Regions from separate parts of the Mus musculus genome. Here all the other regions are linked to region 3. Evidence: chromatin contacts called from public HiChIP or PLAC-seq and promoter capture Hi-C data. All regions are on one chromosome and are shown on one strand. Each heading gives the region's core, a stretch centred on a gene start, on an enhancer-like site or on the middle of the called end of the contact. The rest is flanking DNA. Distances are from core to core; before and after follow the strand shown.

Evidence for each region. Promoter capture Hi-C pulls out the DNA fragments that hold promoters and counts their contacts. HiChIP or PLAC-seq counts read pairs in DNA pulled down with a chosen protein or histone mark.
Region 1: a promoter capture Hi-C map of the HPC-7 cell line shows a contact between it and region 3. The contact joins the promoter of AY512915 here to the promoter of Suclg2 in region 3. A contact is called at or near these places in 5 of 39 promoter capture datasets (the 3T3-L1 cell line, the HPC-7 cell line, embryonic stem cells and 2 more).
Region 2: a contact with region 3 is called in an H3K27ac HiChIP or PLAC-seq map of hepatocytes, with 4 times the contacts expected there. The contact joins the enhancer-like site here to the promoter of Suclg2 in region 3. A contact is called at or near these places in 3 of 39 promoter capture datasets (hippocampal neurons and liver), 1 of 484 Hi-C or Micro-C datasets (liver) and 1 of 115 datasets of contacts at active chromatin or transcription factors (hepatocytes).

Annotation. Positions count from the first base shown.
Region 1 is chr6:95,332,597-95,335,296 of GRCm38.p6, forward strand. It overlaps AY512915 (cDNA sequence AY512915), which reads right to left and starts at 1,397. Exons shown (of 4, transcript NR_033559.1): 1 at 1,277-1,397.
Region 2 is chr6:96,060,780-96,063,479 of GRCm38.p6, forward strand. It overlaps 2900060L22Rik. Among named protein-coding and RNA genes, the nearest start is that of Tafa1, 51 kb to the right of the region's middle. Within about 2 kb of position 1,427, at least 3 of the 459 cell types and tissues checked have an H3K27ac peak or open chromatin away from gene starts, as enhancers often do. A contact at or near this core is called in hepatocytes and liver, where this site is marked.
Region 3 is chr6:95,717,546-95,720,343 of GRCm38.p6, forward strand. Suclg2 (succinate-Coenzyme A ligase, GDP-forming, beta subunit) reads right to left here and starts at 1,301. Exons shown (of 11, transcript NM_011507.3): 1 at 1,144-1,301. The coding sequence starts at 1,230.

The DNA of each region.
Region 1 (2,700 bases), core at 147-2,646, 380 kb before region 3:
TGGCTTGAATCAGCCACAGCTGCAGTTGCTGTAACTGAGGACCAGCTGCTGGGACAAATGATCTCTCCAGCCCCCTACCCTGTGCCACCTGGACTGCTCTTTCGCCGCAACTTCTGATCAAACCCACAGGCATTTGGATTTCAATTCTAGCATTTTTTTTCTTATATAAAGATGGCATTCTGAACTGAGAAAGGAACACTAAAGAGGACCAGGAGACTGAACAATCAATGTCCTGGGACTAAGGACCATTTGGAACTAAGAACCATTACCATGGGAAACAGTGGGGCAAAAAGGTTAGACGCATAAGAGAAACAGGATGTGGTAGGAAGCCATGGGTCCAGCCTTCACTAGCCTAGGCAATTTGGAGTTCTCTGGGCCACCATTTCTTCATTCAGAATATATGTTTAATGGCTGGTTGTAGAACTTAAAATTCAAGTAAGTATTTTTAAGCAACCACCATGCACCAGAGACTCTTGTGAACACTGGTAGGAGAACAATAATTGAAACAAAGCCTGTATTTATGTGGCATATTTGAAGTGACATCGTGTCAACCAGAACAATGTCTGGCACATAATAAAACTCAATACATGTCAGCTATTATTATTCATGATCTGTTTTCTCCTCAAAAGTACTACTTGCCTTTGGAAGTCATAAATCCATTTAAGCTTGTGTTTTACTTCCTGGTAGTGTCGACAGAAAGCATTCAGAATGATCATGAGACTTGTCCAGGCTTAGCAGACAGGAATACGATGATTGGTTATTGATATCTGCAGGGAGCTTGAGTTATGTGCACAGAAATACATCTGGAGGTTTGGGCCATGCTGTTTGGAAGACTTCCTTTTTTATGCAAAATACACATATGTCCTTGGGAGTATTCTCAATCTTTCTCAGGTTTGGTGTTCTGGGTAAATCCAAAAACACCATGCCCCAAATTGTTCCTTTTAGCAAACAGTTCAGAATAAGGCAAAGTCATGTTCTACTGTTGCAGGGGTCAACAGAAGCACACAGCTCAAAGGCCTATGATCTAGGGGGCTTTTCAAGAATTGGCCCAACAACCTAGCTGTAGAGATGACCCTTGTAGAGCTGTAAATCCAACTCAGTGGGACAGAAGTATTCAAATGCCTGCCAGAGATAGTAGAATAGCTTGAAGAAAAACACAAGAGTTCCAACTAAGATACATAAGCCCCAGAGATCATACCAGTAAACCAACAGGCCAGGATTCTTTCTACCTGTGTCTATCCACCCCCAAATCCCAGCTTCTCCTGTCTCTCCTCACCCCACTGGTCTTCAGTCCATTCACAGTTCCAGGCCTGACAGGGTAGAAGGACGCTGCATGGTTTCTCCTTCGTAGACATACCCCAGGGTCCAGCCTCTCCAAGTTGCTCAGGAGCTAATGTGAAATCAAGCCCTTCCCAGCAATGTTAAATAGAAGCTTCCTGTGTTCCCTTGAAGCTCCCACCTGCAGCACCAGTCTGGGGGCAGTTCTTCATTGGAATCATCTGTGTCCACTCACGTGGAAGCCAAATTCACAACAGGTAGCTGTGGTAGAGGAGGTCCCTGGTGGGTGAGAGAGAGGAAGCCTTTTGTAGCTTACAGCTTACAGGTGGACAGACAAGATGACATGCTGTTTTAAGAACCGCAGGGACCTATGCAGAGCCTGGGATATGGGCTTATGTGCTAGTTCAACTTCCACACATCGCAGAGGCTGCAGGCTACTAAATTATTTTCATCCTGCTCCCCGTTAAAATAGTGCCTTACACTCCAAGCCCCATACTATTGCTTCCAGGTAAAACAAACCCTGAATTATGCCAAATTATGTCTGAAAGTCGTACCGAGCTCCTTGGTTTCCCATGTGACATGCTGGAATTTCTTGATCAGAGCTCTGAGTGCTGGTCAGTCTCACTGACCTTGAGAAGACACAGAGCTGATCTACTCAGTCTCCACTCAGTCCCTGTGCTCCAGCTCAGAGGGCTGTAAACTTTTCTAGGCGGGCCAAATAACAAATGTGTTTGGCTCTGTAGGCCACAAAACTCCTTGACCTTGTTATAATGGAAGAGAAGAAACTAGAAAATGTAAACAAATGAACACAGCTGTGAGACAATAAAACTTTATTTACAGAATAGTGGCTTGGGTTTGGCCTACTGCTGGCTAGTGTCTGGATGTTATGAATGCCATCTAAAATAAAATCATAAACATAATTAAAATATTATGACGTATTCTTGCAAATTTTTTTTCACAAGGGGGATTGCTTAGTTCTCCATTGTGAGCTTTGTAGATGACAACATTTCCTCTTGAGGTTGAAAGCTGGACACAGCTGTCTACTCGTCTCTTCCCCTGATCTAGCACACTGTGTCATTAGTGAGTCTATGTTTAGTATAAAATAGACCAGTTAAACTTCTTGCTCAGTCTCCACAAGGGCTGAAAGCAGAAGTGGATGTGTGGTGTGGCGCAGTAGGCACAGAAATGTGTGGGTGTAGGTACCCCGTTTCTGGGCACAGACAGGAAATCCAACAGCAAGAACATTTGGAGGCATTTTAAGAACTGTGACCACGTGACCATGCAACCACTTCCTAGGATTTCGCTGAAACTTCAAGGTGCCACTATGCTGTGAGCAGATGTCTTAAGCTCCATTCCAGTGACAGATTTTATTTTGGGGAATCCTGCCCAAATCCAAATGTTTATGAAATTCTTGAAACTGAG
Region 2 (2,700 bases), core at 177-2,676, 340 kb after region 3:
CTCCCTCCTGTGTAATGAAGGTCCTCAGTCTCAAATGGTTTGCATTATAGTTGCTTGTCCAAGGCTTTAAATGAAACTTCTGTTGCCAAGCCTTAAGTTTACTTGATGTATTTACAGTTGTTTTTAAGTGCTACAATTTTCTTGCTAGAGAACATGCACTTTTCAGGACATGGGTCACCAGGAGATTGGGTCTGTCTCTTATATAACTCTAGTGCTACAGGAAGTACACTGTCCTACAGAAAGGCAGCAATCTGTCACCCCTATGTCAGTCACTTGGACTCAGGTATAGATTCTAGAATGCTGTTGCTGCTGTTTACAGTTGTGGACTGCTTTGATGTTTCAAATTATATTTGGCAGGAAGATCTAGAGGTGAGGGTAGAGATGGGGGTGAGATGAACCTTAACCTGTCAATCTGGAAATACATGCACCCACTAGGGAAGAAAAGATTAACACATTGGTAAAACAACTCCCTTTTCTATTTATTTGTAAATTAATAACAGTAAAATAAATGAATGGACTGAGTATTTTCTCCTTACATCTTTTGTTTTATCACACAAAGTTGATTGAAGATTTAAAAAAAAATTACTTACTTAAAAATGTTTCCACATGTCTTGGTGAAATTCCTTTGCATAACATTGAATCATTTTAAATTATATGCCTTAGTTTTGCACAATAAAATTATATGTGTTCTTAATAGTATTCCTTGTGGGAAGAGGTCTTGATTTAGTGATTCAGTCCCAGACTGAAGGGCTATGCCTTTACCTGTCTGGATTAAAATTTCACCCCTATCACTTAACTGCTGGGTGACTTTGGACAACATACTTATGATCCCTAAACCTCAGATTTGTTACTTATAAAATGTGACACCTAATAAGACCCTTCTTACGTCTTTGTGAAGATCAAACTAAATAATTCATTTATAGAGCTTAGAAAAACTACTGGTTCTAGTTGCTGTTCAAACGGTTGCAATCAGGTAAGTCTGGCCTGAACTTCATCTTTTCAATGGCCTCACCTGAGCCATTTGCACTGCTTACTCTTAGAACTGAGTTCTGAGAACTGTGGATTGCTTAGGTTTCATGCTGTCTCAGCAAACAATGGAATGACTCCAGGTTGTAGCACCTTTAAAAACTGCATTCAGAAAGGAGGAGAACTTGGTTCCCTGTGGAAGGCTGAGTACAGAAAGTACAGTGGGCAGTACCTTACACATGCAGTGATAGAGAAAGGGCTGTCTTCTGTCTTCAATCTTGCTTGTGTTGAACAGAAAGGATTGACTTTGTCAGCCATTGGCAAGAACATTGCAAAGTCAACCCAGTGTCATCTCTGTGCTACCATTGCCAAGTCTTGGGTTGTCTGTTTGGCTCCTGTTGGGTAACCTGGCCTGCCCTTGGCTTTGAGCCCTTTCTTCCCAAAGAGACCTGATTGGGGCTGAGCCAGAGTCCACACACACGCACACAGTGGGTACCATGGCTCCCAGCTGCTGCCCATGTGTCACCTAGAACATACTGTCCTTGCAGGCTACTCTGAGTTATTTTCCCAACTTTTGCAGTAGACTTTAAATTTTGGACAGTTCTTTAAACCTGTTCAATGCAGTCTTTGTTCAATGTAGGCCAGGACATATCATCTATGGTCCCTTGTCCACAACTGCAGTGCAACTATCTTTCTCCTCAGACTGTTAAAGCCTAGGCCTATGCGTACTCAAGGTCTAGTCTAAAGCATTTCTCAGTCCACAGCCAGTCAGCCACTCTCTTCTGGATTTTTCATTATGTTTATCAAGTTGAAATCAAAACTTTCCATCATTGTCTACAAGCCTTTATGGAATCCAGATCTTCCTGCCTCTCTGGTCTCACCTACTTCTTTGTGTGCTTTGGCCACACAAACCTTTGTTTATTGGACAATACATTATCATTGGCTGCCTTTTGCTTCGAAATTTGGTTCTCTTTGTCTATAATCTCTCACAAAACTATTGCCTCATTACATTTTTTTTCATTTGCAGTGAAGTTCTCCTATGCCCATCAAAGGACACCACCTATGTTCTGATCATTCATGTTCCATGGCTCTCAAGTCCGGGTCTTGTGCTCCCCCAGCAAGCATTTCACTGTCTCTGGAGATAGTTTTGTTTGTAACCACTGGAAGGGATGAGGGATCACATAGAAGATGGAGGCCAGATGTCCTCTAAACATTGTAAAATGCTCAGAGTAATCCACTAAAGAATCATCTCTCATAAACATCGATGGTATGGAGCGTGAGATTACATGGAGTGCACTCTTACCTTATTACTCAAAGAGCCCGGCATTTGAGGAGCTGATGAATGATTAATGTATTCATGATAGTAACTTTATTCTGCCTGCTTTCCGAATTAGAATAGAAATACCAGGAAAACAGGAATCTTGTCTTTTAAAAAATATAGTTGAAAATTTCATCCTCGAGCCCACTGCATTTACATCATTTTCTCCCCTCCCTCTGCTCCCTCCAATTTTTCGAATCTCTCTCTCCACCCCTTGTAGAGTTCATGAACTCTTCTATAATCTTTGTTGTGATATACACAATATAGTTTAGTAAATGTTTAAATATATGCATATTTATATTTATGCATACATAAGTGTATTTTAAAGTAAATTACTTAAAAATATGTTTCCCTATGGCTTTTCCAAACATCCTTAGTGTTATTTATCTCCCCTGCCTCCTCTTCTGTACTACACT
Region 3 (2,798 bases), core at 51-2,550:
TACTGCAACAGCACCCCAGCTCTTGTTTTTTTATATATAACACTTAAATAATGAACAGGACTCAGATCGCCTGGAGATCTCTCCTCACTCTATTATAGCAGGTATCTGTGATTTTAATTAGACAAACCGCCATCCCTCTCCTTTACCCACCATACTGTCAAGTGCCTGTTAAGGATATTACAGTAATAACTATTAGCGCCTCTTAAATTCCCATTAACAATAACAGAGAAATGGAATGTCAGGTAATGAAAAGAAGAAAAAAAAAACCTTCACAGATGTCATAATGATCCAAAGTTTAGAGAAACAAAAAAAAAATCATTAGTAAGTTATTTTCTTTTCGTTTTTCCTAGTGCCCTATGCATGCCTTGGTCAGAATGTAGTGATTTGCCTCTCATTGGACTGGAAAGTTTTTCTTGCGGGGGGGGGGGGGGGTTGGGGGGGGAGGCGGGGCGGGTAAACTAGAGAAAGTAGGAAGACTAGTAGTTGGATGACTTCTCCCAAGTGTCAATGCCAACTCACAATTTCCCTTCCAAAGCCTCGCTACTGCGACGCTTGCAATGGAAGAAGGTAAATTCAACAAGAGAGCAACGTGGAGGAAGGAGCTGCTGAGTCTAACACTAGTTAAGTCTCTAGGAGGCACGGACCAAGTGGGCAGGCAGGAGTTTTCACACAGGCCTTTCATACAAGACTCCACTTCTACTATCCTCCTGGACCCCTGCAGGTCCCCACAGACAAGCACAAGGGGGTCACAAGCGACACCCCGCGGGGTTGACTGGGGCAGGTGAGCTGCCTCGGGAGTCTGGGGAGCGAGCACGTGGCTGCCGAGCGAGCTCGGGCTTAGAGCCGCCCCCGGGCAGAGCCAGTAAGCGGCTGAGAAACCTCTGCGTTCCAACAGTGCGCCCAACTTTTGGGAACTCGCCCCCAGCGCGGGGTGCCAGTGCCCGGGCAAGGCTGATGGGAGCCATTAGAACGATCCGGGTCGTGGGGTGTGCACTCTGACCCCCGCGATCCCCGACACCTCGGACGCCGCACAGCCCGCCGCGCTGCGGGGAGCACCGGATCGCCAGGGGTCGCGCGGGGCGAAGAGGCCGCGGAGCATGGGGCACCACGGCGGGTGGCTCGCGTGGCCCGGGCCGCGCTCACCTGGGACCTGACCGCCAGGAGCGGCCGCAGCGCTCGCTCTCGCAGAAGCTTCCCAGCCTGCGCCGCGATGGCCACCGGGGACGCCATCTTAACCAGGAACCTGAAGAGAGGCGGCGAGGGGGAGGGAGGGGGCGGAGGAGGGAGCCCGCCCGGGCCCAGGCCTCGGGAGGGGGCGGGGCAGGAGAGGAGGGACGGAGCTAGAAAGGAGGGGCGGGGCGGGAGAAAGGGCGGGGAGGAAAGCGGGTGCAGTAGAGAGCTGGGGTGAGGGAATTGGGAAAAAGAAAGGAAGGAGGGGGCTGGGGGCGGTGGAAGACCCCCCCACCCACTCCTCACCTTGTTACCCCTACCCCCCACTACCTTCACCATCTCACCCCAAGGCCATGTGGCTTCCCAGAGCTTACTGCATCTTGCCTGGCTTTCAGGCAAAAGCAGATCTCAGCCCCAGGGGCACTGACTTAAAACTGGCCCTGGGAGTGACAGATTAGACCTTGACACTGCAGTGAGGGCTGCTAGGTCTGGCCCTAGGAACTGATACCACCTTCAGAGGACACACCTTGGAGAGAGTAATGTTCCAAGGGAAGGAATTAGGATCAATGCTACCCTTAGTTCCTGGGCCATGTGGGGGCACAAGCTTGGGTGTGGGTGTTGTGAGTGTACTGGGTTTTGGTTGGGTAGTAGTGGTTTGTTGTTTTGGTTTTGGTTTTTGAGATAGGGTTTTTGTCTATCTTCCATTGGCCAGAAATTCATCTCGAACTCCTGACCCTGCCTCTACTTCCAAAATACTGTGATTATAAACAGGCACCACCCTGTCTCTTTGCGAAAGTGATGGAGGGTTTTGGGCCTACCTTAGTGACATCTGTTTTCTTGCTACTTAACCTTAAATTAATAAAAAGCTATTGCTGGATTTTCTACTCTACAAGGAGAAAAGTGTTTGTGTACAGTATCCAGGCTGCTATGCACTTACATAAAATACAAATCACAGTAACAACTAGTATGTACCAGACATTGAACAATTAGGAACACATTTAAGCTTCATGGCGACATTTTAGGTAGATGGCATTTCTATACTCATTCTGCAGAAGAGAAAACTGAGGCATACAACAGATAAGAAACATAACAGGGGCTAGATAATGAGATATGAGATTCAAACTCATGTTTCACCCCCTCAGCACTACTTGGGGATATTTTTTAATTGGGTGTTGGGTTTGTTTTTGTTTTTTTATGATCACAAGACAGACAAGGGACACTATAGCAACAGTCCCCTCACAAGAGTGTCCTCTGTCGGCTTCCTTTAAACTTCCATTTGATGTAAATTCACATTGACAGAGAAGCTGTAGGAACATTACTCCAAGAGACCCCAACAGTCTTTATGCCGCTTCACCGAGGATTTACATTTGGCCCACATCTGTCCTTGATAAGCCTTTTCCTCCTCAAAACCTTACCCACAGAATCTATTCTCTTTGTGTGTGTGTGTGTGTGTGTGTGTGTGTGTGTGTGTGTGTGTGTGTGTGTGCGTGTGCTGTGACTTGCCCTATCTCCACCTTATTCTCCAGAGACAAAAATCTCTCAACGTAGAACTAGAATTTTAGCCAGCAAGCCCCAGTAATCTTCCTGCCTATGCCTGGATCCATACTAGAGTTACAGTGGAATGGCTA